Linked DNA regions of Anser cygnoides: region 1 is linked to region 2. Evidence: chromatin contacts called from public Hi-C data. All regions are on one chromosome and are shown on one strand. Each heading gives the region's core, a stretch centred on a gene start, on an enhancer-like site or on the middle of the called end of the contact. The rest is flanking DNA. Distances are from core to core; before and after follow the strand shown.

What was found. Hi-C and Micro-C count contacts between places; a contact is called where the count stands out from the background.
Region 1: a contact with region 2 is called in a Hi-C map of liver, with 3 times the contacts expected there. The contact joins the promoter of TPBG here to the promoter of UBE3D in region 2. A contact is called at or near these places in 3 of 7 Hi-C or Micro-C datasets (granulosa cells and liver).

What each region holds. Positions count from the first base shown.
Region 1 is chr3:85,868,596-85,874,378 of Taihu_goose_T2T_genome, forward strand. It overlaps TPBG (trophoblast glycoprotein), which reads right to left and starts at 1,580. Exons shown (of 2, transcript XM_013180058.3): 1 at 1,276-1,580; 2 at 1-940. The coding sequence starts at 887.
Region 2 is chr3:85,618,198-85,624,044 of Taihu_goose_T2T_genome, forward strand. UBE3D (ubiquitin protein ligase E3D) reads left to right here and starts at 3,263. Exons shown (of 11, transcript XR_010830488.1): 1 at 3,263-3,410; 2 at 3,688-3,887; 3 at 5,287-5,377.

The sequences.
Region 1 (5,783 bases), core at 330-2,829, 250 kb after region 2:
ACCTGGTCGCTCTCCTTGAGCCAGGCCACCAGGTCCTCGATGGCGCAGTCGCAGACCCAGGCGTTGCGGCCGAAGCCGATGCGCCGCAGGGCGGGCAGCCCGCGCCACTGGGCCAGGGTGCCGTTCCTCAGCACGCCCAGCGAGTTGTCGCTGAGGTTGAGGCTCTGCAGCTGGCCCAGCCCCTGGAAGGAGACGTTCCGCAGCCCCACCAGCGAGTTGTTGCTGAGGTCCAGGTGCCGCAGGGCGGGCAGCGCGCCGAACATGCCGGCGGGCAGCAGCAGCAGCCCGTTGTCGGCCAGCTCCAGGCGGCTGAGGTTGCGCAGGGCCCCGGCCTGCAGCAGGGCGGCCAGCCCCAGCAGCGCGCCCTGGTCGCGCAGAGCCCCGCGGAGGGCCAGCTCCTCCAGCGGGCTGCCGCCCTCGCCGAAGGCCTGCGGGCTGAGGGACGCCAGCGGGTTGCCGCTGAGGTCCAGCTGCCGCAGGGCGGGCAGGGCCGAGAGGGCGCCGGCCTCCACGACCCGCAGGTGGTTGCCGCTGAGGTTGAGGGCGCCCAGCTCGGCCAGGCGCTGGGCGGCGAAGGCGCCGGCGGGCAGGCGGCGCAGCGGGTTGCCGGTGATGAAGAGGTTGCGCACGTAGGGCGGCAGGTCGGGCGGCACCTCCGTCAGGTTGCCGTTCACGCACTTCACCGTCTTGGCCGCCTCCGAGCACTCGCAGCCGGCCGGGCAGCCGCCGGGCTGCTGCGCCGAGCCGCAGCCCAGCAGGACGTGCAGCAGCAGCCCCAGGCACAGCGCCCCGCCGCGCTCGGCTTCGCGCCCCGACATCGCTCCGGCTCCGGCACCGGCGGGCGGCGGCGGCCCGGCCCGCGACGGGACCTTCCCCTCCGGGCGCATTCGGCTCCGGCCGGCGAGGAGAGGCGAGGCGAAGCCGGCTCCGCTCCGCGGACCTGCGGCGGGAGAAGGAAAGCGAGAGGGCAGCGCGGAGCCGCACGCCCCCCGCCGCCCTGTGCCTCGCCCGCCGCCCCCGACACGTGGCCGGCCCCGGCCCCGGCCCCGGCCCCGCGGCTCTGCCCGCTCACGGCTCACGGCGGAGCGCAGGACGAGACCCGGCTGCCCGTCCTGGGGCTCCCCGTCCCCGGGCTGCCCGCCCCGGGGCTCCCCGTCTTGGCTCTGCCCGTCTTGGGGCTCCCCGTCCCGGGGCTCCCCGTACCCGACCTGCCCGCCCCGGGGCTCCCCGCTCGCGGTTCGCGCCGACTCCCGGTGCCGGAGCCCCGTCCCTCACCTCCTGCCGCCGCGTCCGGAGCCAACTCCGCCGCCGCCTCCCCCGGCCCCGCCGCCAACTCCGCGCCCACCCTCGCCGCGCCTGGCCCTGCCTCCGCTGCCAGGAGAAACCAACCGCCGCCCCGGCCGGGGGGAGCCGGCACCGCGCCCGCCCCACACGGGCGGCACCGCCGCTCGCCCAGCCCCAGCCCGCCGGCACCGCTCCCCTGCCCCGCTCCCTCCGCGGGGCGGCCCGACCCGGGGGCCCCCCGGCACGGAGGGGCCCGCCCGGAGCCCCGCTCCCCGCGGTCCCCCCGGCTGTGGTGGTGCGGCCGGAGGTTTACCTGGCCGCCGAGCGGAGCCTCCACAAGCGGCGTGGCCCGGCGAAGTCGGGAGGTGCCCGGGAGGGTACCCGGAGCCCGGTACCCGCAGCCCGGTACCCGCAGCCCGGTACCCGCCTCGGCAGCGGGGAGGAGCCGCCCGAGCCTCGCCACAAAGCCGCGGCCGGGAGGAGGGAGCCCGGGGGGCCCGCGGCCCCGTGCCGTCGAGGGGCAGGGGTTGGGGTTCCTGCGGGGAAGGGGCGATGCCTGCCGGGGAGACCGTTTGTGGGGAGAAAAGTGAAATAAAAAAGGGCAGCACCACCAAAATGTCCCAAACAAGCTGCAAAACTAAACGGAGATAAAGCTGGCGGGACCTTTCGAGGCCCTAAAACAAATGAATAAACCGGAGCTGCAAATGGGCAGATTGACACTGAGATAAAAGTTTTACTGTGGTAAGGCAAAAGCCTCAATACCCACCCGCATGCGAAACACTTTTTTTTTTTTTTTTCCCCCTGTACGTCAGAGTTATCTTCCTTCTGCTTTCCTGGCCAGCTAGATTCCCTGCATGGCGTCTCCATTCTTTGTTTTTTTTGTCTTCTTTCAGACTTCCTCCAGCAGGATCCCCAGGATCTGTGGAACAACCAGTTAAAGCCCCCCGTCTGTGGGGCCGCTCTTCCCTGGTGGCATGGGGGTCCCACCAGACTGGGGTGTGTTGGATGAGAAGGTCACAGGGAAAATGAAATAGGGAACAGCAGAAGTGACAGAGATGCAACATGGGGTCTCGGAGTCACGAGCAGTCCCAGAAGTTTGGGAGGTTGCTGCCTGGATGTGTGGTTAGAAAAGCAGTGGCACTACACCGCAGGAGTTTTTAGTTTGTTAAAGGGAATGTGAGTTCCAGATCCAAATGGCTCTTGTAGTAAAAAGCTTAGAGAAGTGGATAGGTAGAGAGAGCCTGCGTTTTGTAAGAGAAAGACACGTTTCTCTAATCTATTAGAGTTCCTTGGAAGAGTTAAAGGAAAAAAATAAAGTTGGCCTGTTAGACAACAGTGGAATTCAGTGACCAGTAAGAAGTTTCCAGGAGTCTCCTAAAAGAAGATAGCCTTTAAAATAGTTAACTAAAAATATTAACAACTCTGAGGTCACGCATAGAAAAACTGAATGTACCCATAACTGTTGTTGTTTTTTTTTTTTTTTGATAAAATGTTCAGATACAATGTCAATTTTAATGTAATAATGCAAAGAACAAAAATACAGATCATACTGTGCTGACCAAAATTGTTCTCCTGACACTTCATGAGCGTCTAGATGCAGCTGCGTCTCTTGCCCTGTATAGAGTCTTAGCTCTTCATGCAGGGAACTCCTTGTTCCATGTTTGTCAGTGCTGCAGAAATGCAAATAATAAATAACAAGGATTTTCCTATTAGCCAGTGCTGAACTGCATCTGCTAACCCTGCTTATGTTTGCAAGAAGAAAAACACTTGTTAATCTGCTCTGTTCTCTTCCCGTTTACATAAAACAGCTTTTCTCCGATGTGCACTCCAAGAAGGAAACTGCTTTCTGGTAAGTACAGTTTTATTGAGTAGATTTCCTGGATGTGTTTGCTATCTGTGCTAGGAAAGAGAAGTAGGAAAAAAATATAATTAAAAAAATGTATTTTTAGATCAGTTTTGGATATTATAATTGATTGATTTGGGAATTTGCATTGCACAGCCCATAGAATCTCATCTCCTTGTTTTTTTTTGAATAAAGCTTATGCAAAACTTTGTCCTGAGTTAAAACACAGTATTTGAAAAGACACAGTCTGGACTAGACTCAAACTGGAAGACAGTTTACCATAAGCAAATTGTTCCTGTGTCTGTTATTCCTCTGGGTTGGCTGAGAAGCTTCTGTTAACAGAAAGAATCAGTACTCCAGCATTTCAGCTCCCCCAGCCTGAAGATGTGATGCCTGCATAAAGGAGTGCAGAGAGTTGTAGAGAGAACTGGCAATAACTGATAGGAAAATTTATGCCTCTTCTGTGAAATGTTTCCACATTGCCTCAACAGTGCCTGAAGATACTCATAGGAAGTGGCCTTGGAAGGGTGTTTGTGGTGTGCTAAAGTTTATACACCAAATGAGCAATAGCACAGGGACCAGAATTCTTTTCTTTCACCAAAATATCTTCCCATAAAAAAGGAAGAACAAGCTGCAAGTTCCATCTGCTTCCTCACATGGAGAGATCCAGCAGGTCCTCCAAAGGACACCTTCTGTTTCCCTTGGGACTCAGCTTCATTTGAAGAAACATCATCAGAATACTTAAAATGGTGCCATAAAAATACTTGAGCAACCAACTGCTACCTTGAATTCTTTTGTGAATGCTTTATTCCATACTCACATGCTACACACATAAACATTTATGTTCTGTTTGTCTTCCTTTTAGGTACACTTAAATTTATATGGTAGATTTATATGGTAGTTATTGATTTTTATATAAATGGAAATAATACAGAATTCAGTCTTTGCGTTATTTTTTAATTAGCACTTAGTTCCAGTCACAAAAACACCCTGCCCTAATGATCTGCTGACCTACTCTGGTTTTCCCTGTCTATATGATAAATGCAGATAAATCCTACGATTATCTATGCTCCTCTGTGGAAATCATTCAGTCATAAATCACTATACAAGATAAAACCATGTTTGTATTTTCTTACATACTGTCCATTTTTGTGTTGAAGAAACCACAAGTCAGTCTAATACAAACAGTGTCGATTTTTAATATAGTGAAAGCGTATGTTAAATTTTCCTGGTGCTATCAGAAAAAAAAAAGATTCTAGCTATAAGTAACATTTTTGTCTTAAAAGATAAGTTAATTGAGTATCTGTAATAATGCATTCTTATGAATTCCGGAGACTCTCCTTTAGGTGGAGATGGAAGGGATGATAGCAGACAAAGTGTCCTCACCTGAATATATGCAACACCAAAAATTCTTAGAGCTATAGAGACACAGCTCACCCTTTCAGTTTCCAGAAAGCCCATCTCTACTCCCAGTAGTGGTTTATTATGAAACCCTGTTTCTCAAATGAGTAGGAATCTATGGAGACTTGCTGTCAGTGAAGCTGGCCGCCTGAGCTGGGGTCAAGTATTCACTAGGAAAAGACACCTGGGAGGAGAACTCACTGGGATCCAAGCTCTGCCGTTGTGTGCACATCCCTCTGTCCTGCTCTGGCTCTGCATGCTCTGATGTGCAGAGGACTGAGCAGCCTCTTCCAGGTTCGGACGAATACAACTGAGAATTCAACATGCTTAAACGGGTCAGGGTAAACGTTCAGTCTTGCTTTATTCTTCCCTTACTGGGGAACGATGCAGGTCGTTTACTTTCTAGCTTTCTTTGATATATTGCTATACGTATTTAAGAACGGTAATTTTTTTCGTTACGGCATATGTGAGCAGGCTTCAGCTGGCACGTTGGTGTATTGGTCGTGTCCACCTGGGATGTGGGCAGAGCAGATTGTCGGCTGGATTAGTGCCCCTCTGTGCCGCAGTGACTGCCTTGCTGTGCACAAGCACTCTCAGCAGACACTGAGAGCTCAAAATCACATTCCTTGGGCCAACTTGCAATTTTGTCACGGTTACGGTATGCGAGGGAGGCACCTGGTTGGGTCGAGGTGCTGGGCTCCAGCTCCCATCTGCTGCTGATATCTAGGAGACTGGAAGATGGCATAGGTGAGGGCATTTGCATCCAGGGACAGGAAAGGAGAGCTGAACCCCGATCCCTCCTGGCTCTGAGAAGCAGAGCCCCAGTCTGCAAGGAATCAAGGCCAAAGCATTCCTCTGGGCCCACTCGCTTCCCACCTGTGGGCAAGAAACACAGGGCAGGAAAACATGGCTGTGCAGGCCCATGTTTTCACAGCTGCGGGGTGCTGCAGTTTTCCCCCCATTTGCCCTGGTTTTCTGGGGATCAGTAACAAAAAATGGCATAGAAGAGGCTCATCAGGTTTGGGAACATAGGGGGTTTGATTCCCCACTGTCTTCTGCGTTGTGTTGCTGTCTGTGCTCTGGCAAGGTGAATGTAAAGGGCAGCCTGGCTGCCTGGTTAGGACTCGCCTCTCCTTAGTGACAAGCACGACTGAAAAATCATATCTGTATGCAAGTATGCAAGATTAAAAAGCCTGGTGAATCAGTTCCCGACCTCTTTTCCTCTGTGAACATTGATCCTTTGCGACCTGTCTCT
Region 2 (5,847 bases), core at 2,013-4,512:
AGCAACAGGTAATTTATAAGGTTATGATATATATAAGCATCAGGTAATACATAAGGATATAAGGTTATGATATACTTTTGCTGGTCACTCCCGCTTGCAGGACACCCACCATTACAATCACAAATAAAAATGCTGCTTCACTGAGACTCTTGCCTGAGCCTGTGTTGTTGGCTGCAGGTTGTTTCTCACAAATTGTATTACGTGAGCAGCTTAATCAATCTTTCAAGCTTTGTCTGAAAACAAGTAAATATTTCTAAAATAAAGCCTGGGGAAAATCTTGTGACATAGATCACCGGGTAGTAGGTTACAAATCCTATCAGCCAGCAGTCTAACAAGGCAGATTTTGTTCTCCAAGCTTGGGGTAATAAACAGGAGATAGGATTCCCTTTCTCATTTAAACTGTTTATTTAGGATTCCTAAATTCCTAAATCCTACTATTAAGGATTCAGTATTTCACAACTTCACGTTTAGAAGCTGGCAGTTCCCACTGGTTTTTGTGAGACATTGACTACCACTACAGGTGTCACACTTCCAACTAAAACAGTGTGTATTGATGTGCTTTTCATTACAATGCCGTACAAATGCATCTGAGACTTAATCCATAACTATGGCTCAGTGGTGCTTGTGGAGCTGTTTGGAAGTGGTGGTCTTGCCAGAGGTGGCAGGACTTCCAGGAGGTAATGACATACCTTCACACGCTGCACTGAGGAGATCTCTGAGCTTACCCTTTGCTGAACTTTTACCAGTGCCAGTTACAACCTGGAGCTATCTTAAAAGTCCTGTGAAACTGTCGCATCAGTTTTATGTGCAGTAGCAATCCAAACAAAGCCCAACAGAACATCGCATATCATCAGGAAGGATATGGAGAACAAGAAAGAGGGAGGCGTTTGGCGTCTATATAGCCACTGCTCAGATTGATTCCTGTGTCAGTTCTTGTCTTCGCAGATTGAGAAGCTGTATGGTAGTTAGGGACGGCACAGGAGGGAGGGAGCCACTGCCCCACAGGGGCAATGACAAAGGCTGGAACGGCTCAGAAAAGAAGGCTGGGGAAAGATTTCATCAAGATTTACAAAGTCGGCATTATTCATATCGACGTCAAGAAGGAAATAGGCAGGGATGTGCCTTCCAGCACCCTTAATACAATAGCTAAATTAAGGAGCTCTTCCTAAATAGTATCTCCTTTTTGCCGACACTGGAGTCAAAATACCGGGCTAGGTGCGCCCACTCTGTAGGACATTAATGTTCATTTCTATATAATTATTTCACTGCAGAAACAGTGAGAAACCTAGGGCAGACAATTTTGAATATATGAAGCTCACACCCTGCAAGAAATACTTGAGATTATTTATAGCTTTGCAGTCTCGTGTAAGCCTCTGTCAGATCTGAAGTCTCTTAATAGGAGTCCTTTTTACTAGGAGCTGATTCTCTTGTCATGAGGTGAATTTTAGTGGTGTCTGACATGCGACCTGCTTGCTCAGAACAATTAAACCAGCAATATGTGCATTGGTTTGTGATGCAGTTGGAAATGAAAGCTGCCATATGGAATAAAATATTTTCTTTCTAAAAAAAAACAAAAAAAAAACAAAAAAAAAACAAAAAAAAACAACAAACAAACAAGAAACACCACACCCAGAACAACCAGAAAGTATAGTAAGAACACAGAGAGAGTATAGTGTGCATCTTAGAATACTTGATGAAAGTTGTGTATTATTAAAAATGCTTGGCTGAGACAGTTTAGCTGACGGTTGTCTGCCCTATTTTTCCCACAAAATCTAAACTTACACTGTCTACTTCCTTGAGGCTCTCCTAAGAAATCTGCTCGGTTTTGCCAACTCCAAGGACTAGGATTACTTCAAAGTAATCATGTCTTAGATAATAAATTGCTACAAAATTAACAAGTGCAAGCCTGCCTTTCTGCATGAAGTGTTGCAGACCATGTTTTCAAATAAGTGCAATCACAAAAAGCTTTAGGACTTTCCATAGAAAGTTAACGACATTGTAAAAGACTCTTCCCCCCCCATAAAGCAAAGGTCTTCTTTCCTTGGCGTCCTCAAGTACAGACTGTCAGCGGTCTCATACGCTGTGAGGGCAGTGTGCATGATGAAGTATGCAATGGTGACAGTGCTCAGACGGGTGTTCAGATGGATGTACGGCCGCTTGATAAAGGAGCTGCTGTGAGGCAGCGGGAAGCCTCACCCCAGAACAGGAGATGCCCGTGCTGAGGGTCCATTTGCTCTGAGTGCAGCGGGACAGCATTCAGAAGCTGGGTGAATGTGGACAGGGAGGAACTTGGGCAGATCTTGCGGGAAAGGGATGGGGGAGGTGGTAGTTCACAGGGCAGGTGGTGGTGCCGTGACACACCACAGGGCTGCTGGAGAGCCTGCCCCTGGCTCAACAGAGCCTCTGCTCAGACAGAGGTTGACCCCAGCCAGTGACCCAAGAACCCCTTCCAGCTTCTGGCTCACTCCCAGAGAGAGAATCAGAAGAGCAAAAGCAGGAACAGTTGTGGGTCAATATAACAACAGTTTGATAAGTGAAGGAAAGAAGAAAAGGTGATGCAAAGACAATCACTCCCTACGTCCCATAAAACGACCAGTGATGCCCAACCAGGCTGCTTACTGTGCTCCCAGTTCTTATTGCTGAGCCTGGCAGTATGTGTTATGGAGTATCTCTGCTCAGTTTCAGTCAGCTGTCCTTCCTGTGCCCCTAAAACCTCTTCCTCACCCCAACCACTGTTCACTGGGGGGGGGGGGGGGGGGGGGGGGCAGAGTGAGGAATTGAGAAGAATGCCATGGGACCATGCAAACACTGCTCCGCAATAACTAAAACACTAGTGTGTTAGAGAGAGCTGGGCCTGTTTAGCCTGGAAAAGAGAAGGCTGAGGGGAGACCTCACCAATGTGTATAAATATCTGAGGGGAGGGTGTCGACAAGATGGAGCCAGTCTCTTTTCAGTTGTGCCCAGCGACAGGACGAGAGGCAGCGGGCACAAACTGAAGCACAGCAGGTTCTGGCTGAACATGAGGGGGCACTTCTGTACTGTGAGGGTGACAGCACTGGGACAGGCTGCCCAGAGAGGTTGTGGAGTCTCCTTCTCTGGAGATACCCAAACCCCGCCTGGATGCCGTCCTGCGCAACGTGCTCTAGGTGATCCTGCTCGGCAGGGGGTTGGACTGGATGATCTTCAGAGGTCCCTTCACACCTCGGCCATGCCGTGATTCCCGCCGGCAGCCACCCGGGGGCAGGCGGCTCGGGCTCCCGGCTGCAGGCGGCGCTGTGTCGGGCGGCCGCGGGCCTGCAGCCGGCGGACGAGCGGCCGCTTCCTGCAGGATTTATGGGCGGCCGCGGCATGGCGGGGCCGTTCCTGCTGGAGATCCGGCGGGGGACGCAGAGCGCCATGCTGCTCGTCCGGTAGTGCGGGGCGCTGCCTCCCGGCCCCGCACCGGGGCTGGGGCTCCCCGGCGGGGCAGGAGCCGGGGGCGGCGCTGGGGTGGCTGGGCTGGGCGGTGGGGAAAGAGCTGACGGACCCCATCTTGTGCACCTGGGGCGAGCCTGAGCCGCCGCGCAAATAAACGCTTCCTGAGCACCGTGCTTTATTTATTTCTCCTGGTTCTTTACGCTCCCTCCGCCGGGAAATCCCCCCCCCCCCCCCCCCCCGCGCCGTAACTCCCGTGCTTTCCCTCCGCAGCGAGGCCAGCCTGCGGAGCCTGCCGGCGGACATCAGCCTGGCGCCGGCCCGGCTGGAGCTGCGGAGCGCCGGGGCCTGCGGGGCGCTGGAGCTGCCGCCAGGGGTCAGCCTGGCCCCGGGCTCCTGCCGCGGCCTGCGGCACCTTCCCGGCGAGTGCCTGCACCTCCGGCTGCGGCTGCGGGCGGCGCCGGGCGGCGCGGGTAAGGCTGCGGGCGGGGATGGGGATGGGGATGGAGGCTTCTTCTGGGGGATGCTGGGGTTTGGGGGGCCTGGGGGGCAGCAGCCATTCGGAGCTGGGGCTCGGGGAGGTCTGGAGCGCTGCTGTCTGTCAGGCTCTGGGGGGGACAAGGCGCTAGCCGGAGTTTGAGGCACGCCGTAGGTGTGTGCACCTGCTTTTTCTATAAGGCTCCTTTTGGGGTTCAGTTTCCAACTTAAACGGCAGCTCTTGGTGCAGTTTTTAATAGCGTACAGCAACTATTAGTTTTAAAAAGAAAAACCACATCAAGTGGCTTGATGAAAGGGAAACTGTTGCTGAATAACTCTGCAGGAGTTTGAGAGCTGTGTTCAGTTCCCTCCCCTTTCCCACATCACTTCATTTTTTTCCCCCCACTGCTTCAAATTTTTTCCCCTCCTTCCTCCACTACTTCAAAAATTTCCCCATATTCTATTTCATGTTTAAGCTAAAAATGCAGTAATGCAATTCATCCAAGTTATAGTGCAACAGTTGTTGCTGACCACTTAATTATAAAGACTAACCTTGGTTAGCCTTTAAAATTTTAAATTAGTATGCAGAACTGGCTGTCTCTTATGAATTTATGGGATGTTTTTAAGTACCTTTCACTTATGGTTGCAACCTGCTTCTTAAATACTGAGCACCGATGCTGAGAACGTACTTCTAGTCTTTGATTTCACAAAGTGGGCAATGCAAAGCCTGCTTATACGTGGAGCTAGGCTTATACTTTGTTTTTTTTTTCTTCCACCTAATGTTATTTGATTTTCTCTGGAGGCTTTTATATGTATATATATTTTTTAATTTGGAAAAGCTGTCTGAGATGTCTTCTGTGAAACTGTTTTCTGTCTGCTGGCCTGCAGAGGGTATTGCTCGCTCGCTGTTCATTGGGTAGTACAACAGTGGCTCTGTATCTTACCTGGCTGAAAATCTAAGACTACTGCCCTTTTTTTTTTCTTAACCCCCCACATATTTTTTTTGTTATATATTGGGATGTACTATCATGTTACAGAGATGCTTGCTAGCAGAACTCTAATTACTAAAGAGTAGGATTTAATTTTAACTTATACAATCTCAGCAATGATACCTGTATCTCAGCTCCTCCAGTTGAGAGGGTATGCACCATTAAAATAATTATTCACATATTGCTGCCCCTATTCAATAATATGGTTCATGAGATAGAGGTGGCAAGTTCTTCCTGAATCTCATTACTTCTATAGGTTAAAAGAATAAGGTTGTGTTTAGGATGTCAACATCCTGCTTATTTAGATTCTCGTCTTGTTTAAGTTTGAGGTGTTCAGAAGGATTTTTATGTATGACTGAAAATTTTACACAACCTTGAAGATTAATGCATCCTCTCCTGTTTGTAGAACTTGTTTATAATTTGAGGGAAAGCCTGAAACCCCAGAAGAATTGCATCTTTTACTGCCAGTCCTGTGGTGATGTCATAGTAGAAGAACGGTAAGTACTGCAGTGTCTTGTATTTATAGCAATAGATGCTATGCCGATTGGTATTCATGTTATTTGGTGTACTTAGAGAGATGAAAGATAGTTATTTTGAAATTGATAGATGAGAACACTTCTGAAGTACTGCTACAGATAACTAAAATCAAAATTACCTGAAACAGTTTTTCACCATTTATTAATTTACTTCGTTTCATTCTGGCTGGAAGGTAGAAATAGCTTACTAAGAGCATTGGCCCTGACAGGTGGGAAATCTCAATTCTTTTCTTGGTGGTTGTCTGCCCTGCCTCAAGTGAGACATTTTCTTTTGTGGATGGACTTCCCTATGCATTAAAAAAAAAAAAAAAGGTTACATTTGTACGAAGTAACATTTGTTATAAAGAAACATTTTGCGCTGGAAACATTGCAGTTTAAATGTTGAACACACATTGTTAGTTTTCATTCATTTAAAAATACTCATAGTCTTA